2 separate regions of the Hordeum vulgare genome follow, and region 1 is linked to region 2. Evidence: chromatin contacts called from public Hi-C data. All regions are on one chromosome and are shown on one strand. The core of a region is the stretch at or near the end of the contact, and the rest is flanking DNA. Distances in the headings are between cores, read along the strand shown.

The links. Hi-C and Micro-C count contacts between places; a contact is called where the count stands out from the background.
Region 1: a Hi-C map of leaf shows a contact between it and region 2, with 2.7 times the contacts expected there. The contact joins the promoter of LOC123430624 here to the promoter of LOC123427429 in region 2. A contact is called at or near these places in 2 of 6 Hi-C or Micro-C datasets (leaf and seedling).

The regions. Positions count from the first base shown.
Region 1 is chr2H:582,222,853-582,226,246 of MorexV3_pseudomolecules_assembly, forward strand. LOC123430624 (beta-carotene 3-hydroxylase, chloroplastic-like) reads right to left here and starts at 1,851. Exons shown (of 6, transcript XM_045114479.1): 1 at 1,282-1,851; 2 at 1,087-1,146; 3 at 802-1,008; 4 at 568-693; 5 at 400-456; 6 at 1-239. The coding sequence starts at 1,650. The coding sequence ends at 165.
Region 2 is chr2H:582,024,588-582,027,701 of MorexV3_pseudomolecules_assembly, forward strand. LOC123427429 (mechanosensitive ion channel protein 1, mitochondrial-like) reads right to left here and starts at 1,589. Exons shown (of 8, transcript XM_045111474.1): 1 at 1,428-1,589; 2 at 1-90. The coding sequence starts at 70.

The sequences.
Region 1 (3,394 bases), core at 601-3,100, 200 kb after region 2:
TCAGATTGCTTCTTGGTCTGGCTCCCCATGTCCAGCACCATCAATTAAATCAATATATAGCAACCACCAAAGATAAGAAAAAAAATTCTTGAAATGGAGTTCATCTGCTAGATGAGATCACAAGGTTCTTCTAGCTGCATATGCCGCCACGCCATGTCCAGAGCTCAGATGCTCCGAGTCCGGTTGATTCTGGCGAGCTCCTGCTCCAGCTCGTCGAGGCCACCAACGTCCTCCAGCTCCTGCAATCACCACAACCACAGGCGCGTTGAGACGGACGGTTTACAAGGAAGATCAGGGTGCTTGTCTTGTACTGTGTCACTTGGCCAGTGGTCACAGCACAGCACGGGGACACACGAGAGGAGACGACAAAACGATAGGCGCCATGCGCCTCGCACTCACCTTGGGTCCCAGGAAGAGCCCATACGGTACGCCCTCGAACTTGTCCATGTGGTGTATCTGCCACGGAGCCACGACCACATAATAATCAGCACAAAAATTTTCAGGACATCGCCAAGTTGGTACGTGCTGCTCCAGGGAGCGAGAGGCCGGTAGGCTCGCCGTACGTACCTTGTGAGCGGCAGCCACTCGCCGGAAGTAGGGCACGTCGGCGATGGGGCCGACGGGGAAGCGGCGGTGGACCAGGCCGTCGTGGACGAACATGTATGCCATCCCGAAAAGCGTAATCCCAAGGCCCTGTAGGAAGCAGACACGTGGCGAGTCAGACCCTAATCGGATGGTTCTTGCAGATGGCCCCGGTCAGCCGGAGGGATGCACTAGTGTAGTGGATGGCGGTGGCTTTACCGCGCCGAAGCAGAGGCCGGGGACGAGGCCGCGGTGGAAGAAGCCGTAGGCGAGGAGGGCGATGGCCGGCACGGCGTTGATGATGGCGAAGACGTCGTTGAGCTCGAAGGGCCCGTCGCGCGGCCGGTGGTGCGACTCGTGCATGTGCCACAGGGACGCGTGCCACAGCGCCTTGTGCGCCCACTGCGCCCAGAACTCCATCCCGACCTGCATCACGCCCGAATATTAGCCTGGTGGCCTTCGCCGCCGGCGAGCAAGAGTTGTGCGAAGGTGCCGCGAGCTTACCGCCGCGCCGACGGAGAGCGCGAACGTGCCCAGCATCTCGGTCATCGGCACCTCGCCGCCCTGCACGAACGCGGCGCGCATGTGAGTTTTAGCAACGGCAGCCAGTCAAGTAGTGTACTACAACCGTCCACGCACTTAAATCACGGCTCTACGAACGGCGAGGAAAGATGGCGAAAACGAATGGGTGGCACGTACCTCCATTTGCCAGGCGAAGCGGTAGTACACGGAGGCGATGGCCATGGAGGTGACCCCTAGGCTGGACATGACGGCGGCCACCAGGTACGTCCGCCTCTCGGACTGCTTCCGCGCCTTCCTCTCCGCCACGCGCCGCGCCGCCGCGGACGCCGCCTCTTCCTCCAGCGAAGGCACCGGCACCGTCGCCGGCTCCTGCGGAACGAAGCACGTGACGGTCTCTTGCCCCCTCCTGCGCGCCGTCCGCGTGAACGGGGAGAACGGGAGAGGCCGGCCGGCACGGGAAGGCAGCGTCCGGTACCGCGCGGCGGCGAGGAGAGGGTTCTTGACTGCGAAGCTGGCCATGGTGGAGCCCGAGAGACCAGCGGCCATGGAGGGGGACTCTCACTGCACTTTCGAGCAGGCTATAAATGGACACTGACGGAGCTCGGGAGCTCGAAAGGGGAAGGAAGAAGAGATGGGTGACTGGACTGTGCACTGTGGAAGCAAGGCAAAGACGTCAAGCCGCCGAGAGGTTTGGTCTCGTACGCGTGTGCAAACCTGGAGGAAGAAGTGGGGAAACTGCAAATCTGGAGTGGAGGAAGAAGTAGGGAAATCGAAGTGCGCCGTGGGCGCCCCGCGAGCCGTCCGATTCGATCCAACGGCCGTGACCGCGTGTCAGATCGTTCGAACTACTAGGCTGCATCCGTTACTCCGATGGGCATTGTGTGGCCAAGCGCAGTACACGCTCCTGCCACGGCTTCCCTTCTCTTCTCTGGACCGAGACCTCACGGCGACGCCCGCCGTTGGATTGGATACTTTGGTCCGAGAAACGTGAGGCCTCGCCGCCATGGAATGGGGTCAAAAACTCAAAAGTGCGCGGGGAAAACCGAGGGAAAGGGTGAGAAGAAAGAAGCCGAGAATAGCAGATCGACAGCGCGGCGGGTTCGGCCGGTGTAGAACGGAGGGCTGCTGTTTGATGGAGATCCGTCCACGTAACTCTTTGCCGGACACGGCATGGACTTATGTTGTACGCATCAGGCATTTAATGGGGAATCGCAGGGAGTTTGGAGGATTGACCGCATGTGATGTATCCAAATCAATAGATCTTTTTTCGAACTTCGTAAGAAAAAAAGACTTCTTTTCTTTTGAGCACACATCCGGACATCCCCGTCGTGAGATACGCTCGATGATCGAACTGCTGCTGCGTGAACGTAACCCGTTGGGCAGTGTAAATGCGGTGACTCATTTGACACTCCTCTTTCTCCTACTTATCTACTACCATTAAAATGAAGAGAGGTCAAATCCAATTACAAATTTAGACCGTCTAATCCAAGCATCAACTGACTAATTACATCATTAATAGAAAGGCCCGTACTACAAATCAACCGGCTGATAACTGGGAAGTTATCAGCCGCCTTATCTACCGTTCCATCAAGACCGCTACAGACGTTGAATGAGTCAACGGGGTCCTTCTCGGACAAACACAATTTCGCTATATCAGTGCTTCGCTCCTGTCCTTTGTCACAACAAGGCATCGTCCTCGTCCTCCCAACAGTGCCACCTCTTGCTGGTGAACAGCCCCTTGCAGCTTACATCGACGCCATAGCAAGGCGATGCATCGTCGCTGGAAAAGAATCAAAGTCGCCGCCGGCAAGCGCTGCACTACAGTAGCCGGAGCCGCCGGCGAAGCTCCATTGCAACACCGAGAGCTGCATCACAGCTTTGGGGCCGCCGACGAAGCTTCATTGCAACTCTGAGGTTGCATCGCAGCTTCGGACCACCGGCGATCGTTCATTGCAGCACAGGGAGCGGACGGCGAAGCTCCGATGCAGCACCGAGGTTGCACCGCAGCTCCGGGTAGCGTCGACAACCGCTGCATCGCAGCACCGACAACTGCCGGCGACGCTTCGTGGCAGTGCTAGCATAGCTCCATTGAAAGGCTGACAATGCTTCATTGCAGCCCTATCGGAGCTCCATTCGCAGCAAGGGTCATGCTATAAAAAAATCGACGAGCCCCCTGGTTGCAACGCCGGGCACAGCGCAACACTGCTTACCACGCCGCCGCTCTGCACCACATCACTGGATGCTTTGCAGCAGGCGTCGTCGTCGAGGACACCCCGCTGCAAGAGAAGTC
Region 2 (3,114 bases), core at 339-2,838:
ATATGGACCCAATTGATAACTCCATAAGATTCTGAGATGACCGCCGCAAGATTGCTGTACACCCAGACATTGTGCACTAAAGAAACTGTCCTGAAATATGAAAGCAATTAACATGAAAGATGGAGAATAAACATAATTAAAGCAGAAAACAAGACTACTACCAAACTCTGTTAACGGCAACTAACTGACAAAGGATAAACCATAATTCAACAGCAGAGCATCGATGTATGAAACTACTAGTTATCAACATATACATATCAACCTGAAACTTCATTAAGTTTTGTAGGGCCAGAAAATAACTATGGATGCTAAATCCGAAAATTTTCAATCATGAGAACTTCAATTTCATGGTGCCAAAGAGTTCGGCAAACCATAGGTATTCAAACATCAAAAGATAAAGGACAGATGTCATCTGCCTCTCTAACTGTTAACCATGCTGTTGTCTCAAACCATAACAGCAAACTCCGTGATTTGAATCAAATGGGTGTGCGATCACTAAAGCGATCCTTGCCATAGCTTAGCTTTTGACGATAAGCACTCCAAATTTCCCAATCACAGCAACAATAATTCGTCAGCACAACCAAAATCAGATTAATCAGAGGGAAAATTCAGGTCTCCAGTTGGAATAGGATAAACAACCCATAAACCAACAATTCTTACTCCACCCGGATGCTATGTTTGCATAAAACCTTAAGGCAACACCAAATCAAACTGGCGGAAGAGCAGCAGTTACAAACAAAAGTCCACATCAAACAGCTGGAAACATAATTAAAGCAACAGAAATGGTAACGATGACTAAAAGAAATGAGGATAAACCATAACACAACTCTCACTTGAACTTGACCGGCAGAGAAACAATGTGTATGAAACTACTAATTATCAACACCCGCATGACAGAAGTACACCCATCCCTGTTTCTCTAACTGAAAACCACGCTATCCATCCCGACCGTAACAGCAAACCCCGTTTGCACCAAATGATGGGGCAAAATCTTCTAACAAGGCACGGCAAAAACTACATTGCAGAGTGACCACGCAAGTGATCCTTGACATAGCTTGTATCAACAAGCACCCAAAATTTCCAAACCGCAGCGGCTGTAATTCTTCCGCACAATCAAAATCAGGGTAGTCATAGGGGGGGAAATTCGGGTCTCCAGTCGGAATCGAGCGAACGAACTAGGCATCAACAATCCTTACTTGAACCCCGGATGATACATTTGCACAAACCCTCGAATCGGGCGACACAGAACCAGCGGAAGAGCGTCAGTAACAGCAACAAAACTCGCATCGAAACGCACGCCGGAAACGGAGCCCGCGGCGCACGGGGAAGGCGCTGGCTACTACTTGCGGCCGCGCCAACTACAGTAAGAACCCGCATCGAGGAAAGGGGAGGTCCAGCCGCGCCTCAGTGATTCGAAGAGGGCTTACGCTTGGGAGCAGAGGCGGAGGAGACCGGGAGCCGGCGGCGCGCTTGCTTCGTCCCCGCCGCGGTGCTTCAACACCTGGCCCGGAGGGGCGTGGCCGCGTGGGATGGGGGGTGTGAGGCGTGAGGAGGCCTCGACGGCGACGGGGGCTGCGCTGGTTTATTTTCCTTTGCTCTCTGCTTGCCTTTCTTGCGGGACAGGAAACGAGGGGGTGTCGTGGAGAGGCTGCGGGTGGGACCTCCTCCGTGCCCCACCCCCTGCGTCGTGCGGTGCGTGCTCGGATTTTCTTTCCCTTTTCCTTCCTTTTCTTTTCTCTGAGGGATTCGGCCTTCTGGATCATGCATCCAAGGCCACGAAGCCCAAATTTTCTCTTGGAGCAGCCCGCCATGAAGCCGACATGGGCAAGTGTTCACCTTGTTTCACAAAGATTTGATCGAAATATTTTTTTTTCATTGATGATACAAGGATTACATACATGGAAACCCGTTGTCACGAAAGACAGTATATGATACTCGACAAACCGAAGTCCTTTGCCCGTGGGCAGCTACGGTTCCTGGTTTCCCCTAGCGGCACACCGCTAGGATTTCAAATCTACCTCGTGTCCCTCATCAATTATTGCGTTCGGGTTGGTCGTGGACTGATCTGGCGTGATCCCCGAGTGGTCTAGATTGCTCTTGTCCGTCCGCATGGCAAAAACAAGCAATGGGAAGGCACCGACAGTCGCCACATTTGGAAGCAGAGATGGGCATGATATGCGCGGATCTGAGGCAAACGTGGAGGACAGGTTCTCGGGCGTGAATCTCCATGGGGAAGAAGAGGATGAGCTTGTTCTGTTAGGTGAGATTGAAGGTTTGATTGAGGAAACAAGGTGGCTCGTAATTTTTAGGGTTCATACTCTCAAACCCTTCAGCCATGTTGCCATGTTTATGGCGATGAGGAACGCGTGGACGCTGGCGCAAGGAATGGTCTTCAAGGCTCTCAAGCCAAATCTCTTTCTTGGCCAGTTTATGTGTCTAGGAGACTGGAATTGTGTGATGAACGGTGGCCCTTAGTTGTTCCCATACGTCGACGTTGTTATGAAAGAGTATGATGACGTTACATGTGTTGATGAATACAAACTTGATCGTATCCCGGTCTGGGAGCGTATTATTGGCATCCCACGTGGACCCCCTCCGGTGATGACCTAGTATGAGGAGTGTTTTGGATCGTAGCCGAGTGCCATGATTTCAAATCTGGAACTATCATGTTTCTATGAATATGAGAGTGTTTTGGATCTTATCTTGCAAGTTGTATGGTCCTATTATGTGTTATGATCCATAGACCCCAGAGTGACAATAGTTAGGACCCCCGCCGTGATGACCGTAGTATGAGGAGTTCATGTATTCACGATGTGTTAGTGCTTTGTTCCGATTCTCTATTAAAAGGAGGCATTGATATACCTTAGTTTTCCTTATGGACCCCACTGCCACATGAGGGTTGGACAAAAGATGTTATGCAAGTTTTTATAATAAGCACATATAACTATTTACGGAATACATGCCTACGTTACATTGATGAATTACAGCTAGTTTTGTGTGGCTCTAGGTTGTGACTGTTATATGATGAATGTCATCCATTTATACAAATATCCATCGCTGATCCAATGCCTATGCCTTTCTCATATTGGATTTAGCTAACTTACTACTGATGTT